Regions from separate parts of the Rattus norvegicus genome. Here region 2 is linked to region 1. Evidence: chromatin contacts called from public Hi-C data. All regions are on one chromosome and are shown on one strand. The core of a region is the stretch at or near the end of the contact, and the rest is flanking DNA. Distances in the headings are between cores, read along the strand shown.

Region 1 (2,700 bases), core at 94-2,593:
ACGCCCAGCGGCCGCTCGCCCGGAGCTGGGGACGCGCGCCTCCGGGTCTAGACGAGCTTTCAGGAAGCTAGTGATCTCCACGCTCCGCTTTTTAACCGCTTCTTCCAACCCCCAACTCCCTGGCCAAAGCAGGAGTATGGTGCGTCCGTTCTGCTTAGTGCCGGGTTCGTGCACACATGTGGCCACACACTCCCTGGGCCTCTTCCCCTTTCAGATGTCCTAGTGGTTTGGGATTCTGCCCAGGAGCCCGGTATCTAATCAGAAGCAGGAAGGTGGGAGCGACCCCAATGGGGTTCCTGTGATCCGGACACAGCAAAGCTGGGCGTGCGTGGTGTCCATGATACTCACCGGGACCTCTGCAGCTGCTCCAAGGCGGTAGTGCTGCCACCCTGGCCTGACTGCTCCAAAGCGCAGTAGTTCTGCGAGTTCTGCCTGGAGAAGGCGATGGGCAGGATTCCCTGAGTGAACGAGTTGAGGCGGCCCCGACTGCCGCTCGCACTCCCGGGGGTCCCGGAGCCCAAGAAGCTGGCCGGTGGCACCTGCACGTTGGTGAAGGCATCGTCCTCCTCCAGTTCCTCCTGCCCTGCGCCTCCGGGCCCGTCAGGCAACTGCAGCTGAGCACCAGTGACGGCTGGGGCTGAGCGGGGCGGCTGAGATGGCTCTCCCAACACCCGGGGGACCAGGGACGGAGGCAGCGGGCAAGGGCTGGAACCGGAGCCGGCGATCCACGGCGCGGCCGCCGTGCCCGGTGCTGAGAACGCGTTGCAGCCGGCGGCCAGCAGGCTGAACCGAGCTCTTGCTCCGGGCTTGGCCGCGCCGCCCTCCTCGCCGCCGCCCCACTCGTGGTCCTGCAGCGGCGGCCGTCCGTCCAGAGAAATGTTGGTGAGGAAGGACAGAGCAGCCTGGCGGCGCCGCGGGTCCATGCGCGGCTTACGGAGAGGTTCGGGCGGCGCGGTGGCGGGAGGCGGCGGCGGCTGCACCCCGCCGGTGGCCGCGGCGTCCGTGCCGCCGCCGCGACTGCTGCTGCTGCTGCTGCTGCTGCAAGCGGCCGTGCCCGCGGTGGCGGTCGCCGCCGCCATTGTGTCCGTGTGCGGCGTCAGTTCCGCGGTGCCGGAGAAGCGAGTGGCGGGTGCCGAGTGCTAAGCGGCGGCCGCGAGCCCCGGCGACCCGGGCTGGGCAGGGCGCGGGGCGCGGGCGGTGTGCGAGGCGGCCCTGCCCTCCCGCGGGCGGGCCATGCTCGGCCCTGGGCGCTCGGGCGCCGCTGGGACCCACACGCGCCTGGCTCACCCTCCGCGTCCGGGACCCACGCGCGCCTGGCCGGGCCCTCCGTGCCGCGCGATCACGAGCTCCCGGCCGGGCGGTCCGTATTTATAAGTGCGCGCGCCCCGCGCTCGCGCTCCAGAGCGCTCTTTGCAATAACACAGTATCACGTGTGGGGAAAGAGACCTGGGAGGAAAACAAAGCCGCAGGCGGAGGCCGCAGCGGCGGGAGGCGACCGCGCAGGAGGAGGTGAAAGAGGAGGAGGGAGGCAGAGCCCAGGCGCGTGGCGGGGCGGGGGCTCATCGGGCCCATCCCCACGGTCCCAGCTATTCCTGGGGCGCGCGGAAGCCAGGTGCTGGAGGCGAGCACGTCACCCCTGTACGCTCGGGCGGAGAGCGGCGGGTGTCTCTAGAGTCCGGTGAGCCGCAGCCCAGGCTTGTGCTCCTGGAAGAGTTATGGGGCGACCACCTGGAGCCTTTGCACCTGACCCAATAACCAAATCTGGCGTTACCCATGGGCCTGGACACACCGGTTCTTGTTAACAGTTACGTGGGAGTCCTCTGTGGACAACCCCACGGAAAGTGCCGCTAATCACTGGGATGTGACCCCACTATTTCTCAGACCCAGGGGGAGGCTGCCAAGCTGTAAAGGCACCTACCTAGTTGCTTGGGTGTGTGAGCGCCTTCTATTTGGCCCAGCTGGTTGGTTAATATACACACCCCTGATACTCTTAGCAAAGGACAGCTGGGGTTTTCACTCGGTCTCTGAAAATGTATTGCGCTTTCCGTGAAGATCTGAGCAGGTTAAAATAATCTTACACTCAAATGTCTGCGAGTCTTTTATTCTTCTATAAACGGACTGATATTCTTCTGTTTGGCCCCTGGTTATATGTTCCGGAAAGATGAGTTCCTGCCTAGGGACACAGTGACTCTGGGTCTAAGAAGAACCAGCCCCAACCCCAACAAGTGCTTTTAAGATGAGCAACTTCTGGACTGCCCAGCCACTTCCGAAGGCCCCCGCTGAGTTCTCTAGGCGTGGGTGACTTACTACATACTGTATGGAACAATTGTCACCCTGAATTAGGCTCTGTGACACCTAAGAAGACGTGCGATACTTCTCTAAGGAAGAAGAAAAGTATTTAGGATGAACGGATTAATTTAATTAGAGGTTTAAATTTAACCTTGGAACTAATGGGTAACTCTACTTTGAAATTCCACTCCTTTTCAAGTTCAGCAGAGTAAATTATGTAGCGGAGGGCAAGCGTACACGGCTTGGAGATGTGCGGCCAACCCATTGGAGATAGGCGGGGTTTGGATTACAAGTACAGGGACAAACAGGTCTCGTGGCTGTTTGTAGGAACAATTGTTTATATTTCATTCTGGGCCATATTTAGGCCTTATGTCTGCTGCCGACTCACGTTAAAGCCCAGTGACCAACTCT
Region 2 (2,702 bases), core at 140-2,639, 110 kb before region 1:
CTGAGGGGTCGTACAAACAGAGCAAAGTGGGGTGAGGCTATAACCTCTTGGAGCCTCTCCCCAGCGACGTACATCTTCCAGCAAGGCTGCAGCACCTCCTCAAATAGTGCCACCAGCTTAAAGACAGTGTTCAAATTCTCAAGGGCGCATTTCCACAACTGAGGCTCCTTTCTCTGTGATAACTCCAGCTTGTGTCAAGTTGACACACACCAGTGAGAACATCCAGGGATGTGTTTAGTCACTTAACCTTCAGCTTCTCTATTGGATACAAATGCCCTGTCTTTCCTATTTAGAAAGCACACACAAGAAAGCTTTTCTTTACCACCTCTGTGTATGTAGAGACCACCCCGCCCCTGGCCCCCAATCTCCAGCATATCCATCAAGGAGACAAAGTTTGAGTTAATTCAGCAGTGGGAAGGAACAAGAACGTTTTCATGTTTCAGTGTAGGGAAGACAGGCTCTTGCTGAGAATTGGGTCTGGTTCTAGGGGAAACTTTTAAAGGAAGGAGTTTAAAGTGGAGGCTACGGCATGTGGTTTCAAAGTTTGTTTCTCGGGGTCTGCTGTTGTTTCCACTGTGTTGATGGGTCTTTGGGCCTTACAGGGCCAGTTCCAAGCTGTGAACTGGAGTGACCCAAGGCCGTGGAGCAGTTTCACAAAGGCAGAGGCTTCTCTGCTGTACGCACACTGACTGTGGGAGTTGACATTTGGTTCTCGGCTTTCAACACACTCTCCGGCCCCTTTCTCCTGTTCACAGCTAAACCTCCCCAAGCCATAGCTCTCCTTGCCGACCTCCTTCTGTCTCCTGGCCTGTCCAGTGCTTGGGTCTGCATTCACACCCCTAAAATAGCGTTCCTGAGTCTTTGGCAGTGTTCTTGTCTTTGACTCACGCTGCGACTCCCGCATCTCATAAGCACTGCTGCCTTCTCCTGAGAATCAGTCCTTGTCCTGGCTTCTTGGGCCGTGCCGTTCTCCCAGCCATCTTCCCCTCACTCCCCACGCCTCCTCGTCTTTGTAAATGCCTTCTCCTCTGCCCTGTCACTAGGTGTTATGTCTCTGAAGACTCAGGTCTTCTCCTAACTGCCTGCTCCTTCTGCGATGGTTGGACTCACTGACAGTGAAAGAGGAAGCACGTTTCCCGAGTGCATGGAGAAGGTGCAGCAGGCAGGGTTCAGTGCTTGAACTGCTGCTTTGTGTGGCCCAGTGGGCTGTGGCTGTTCCTGTCATGCAGGTGTCCTTTTAGTGGCTTAGTTTGTACCATGTAAATGAGGGCATTGGTCAATATTTGACTCTTGGCGAGGCCGGGTTTTTAGAGCAGTGGTTTTGTGGTATGAGGTCATGGTTAGCTGTGATTGGCTGTGCTCAGTCACTCCATTCATAATTGCTCCATCACCCCACTTTCTCCGGTGGCACTGCTGTGAACTCACATGGCTCCAGTCATCCATCTGTCTGTAGCACAGCCTGAAGCTCTGGACTCAGAGCAGCTGGCATCACCTCTGAGTGTCTTCTGAGCGCTTACAGTTTGCTCTGCAGACACTGGAATTGACATCATAACAAATGATTCCCCGACTGGGAGGGCACAAGGGTCTGCTTCCCACTGTGTTTCTCCTGTTTGGCTGTGTGGCCCGTGTGGCCCATTAGCTGCCACAGCATCCTTGTTTGTTTGTTTGTTTGTTTGTTTGTTTTGTGCAGTGGGTTGGTCCTGGTGCTGCTTCTATTCAGATGCTAAATGCTGGCTCCCATGGTCTGCTCCTCCTGTACACCAGCAGATGCTATACAAACCTCGCACTCCAATTTAACTGATCAACAGAAGGCTAGAGCCTCTACCTCTAGTACGTAGAGACAGGCGGGCTTTCATAGAGAGGAGACAGAAGAAAGGAGTCGGAGAGTGGAGGAGGCCAGCCATGAGAGGAGATGCCATGAGCACGTGGCCATGAAAACAGCAAGTAACAGGGGACATGGGCTAGGAAATAAGTTAGGATCGCTCCAAACTCCCAGTCTAGGCTGACAGCTTGTAAATAAAATGCCCGGACTGAGTGCCTTTTATTCAGGCCAGCTAGGATTTATGATTCACTTTACGGTTTTGTTGTCTGTGTTTCTGGAGACAGGGTTTCTTTGTGTAGTCCTGGCTGTCCTCGTGTAGACCAGGCTGGCCTTGAACTCACAGAGATCGGCCTGCCTATGCCTCCCAAGTGCTGGGATTAAAGATGTGCACCCAACATTTCTTTGCCTATGTCTTTCCTCTTCCTACACCAGAATCCTTGACTGTCTTCTACATGTTTTATTATGATACCTTGACACCTCTATGGCTGTGGTTGTCAAGCTTGGGGAAAAAATGCCACCTGGGTAAGCTGTGGAGTCCCAGATGCTCACCTCCAGGGATTCTGGAATTACAAGGAGTCTCAGTTTTACAAGCCCCATGGGTGATTCTGAGGACCGCATTTGGCAAGTGCTAGTCAAGTGTCTCTTTATTCTCCCCAGAAGGATCTGGTCTGGAATGGTAAATTGGTCTCTGGAAACTGTTTTTAGATTACTACTTATTTACTTAATTATGTGTCTGAGTGCTCTGCCTGCATGTATGTATAGCACGTGTGTGCCTAGTGTCTGCAGAAGTCAGCAGAGGGCATCAGATCCCATGTATGTATAGCACGTGTGTGCCTAGTGTCTGCAGAAGTCAGCAGAGGGCATCAGATCCCCTGGCACT

The links. Hi-C and Micro-C count contacts between places; a contact is called where the count stands out from the background.
Region 2: a contact with region 1 is called in a Hi-C map of kidney, with 3 times the contacts expected there. The contact joins the enhancer-like site here to the promoter of Cables1 in region 1. A contact is called at or near these places in 3 of 12 Hi-C or Micro-C datasets (hepatocytes, kidney and psoas muscle).

What each region holds. Positions count from the first base shown.
Region 1 is chr18:3,350,295-3,352,994 of GRCr8, reverse strand. Cables1 (Cdk5 and Abl enzyme substrate 1) reads right to left here and starts at 1,343. Exons shown (of 10, transcript NM_001415691.1): 1 at 349-1,343. The coding sequence starts at 1,079.
Region 2 is chr18:3,462,853-3,465,554 of GRCr8, reverse strand. All of the region lies in intron 14 of Tmem241 (transmembrane protein 241), which reads left to right. Among named protein-coding and RNA genes, the nearest start is that of Cables1, 110 kb to the right of the region's middle. Within about 2 kb of position 1,389, at least 34 of the 93 cell types and tissues checked have an H3K27ac peak or open chromatin away from gene starts, as enhancers often do. A contact at or near this core is called in hepatocytes and kidney, where this site is marked.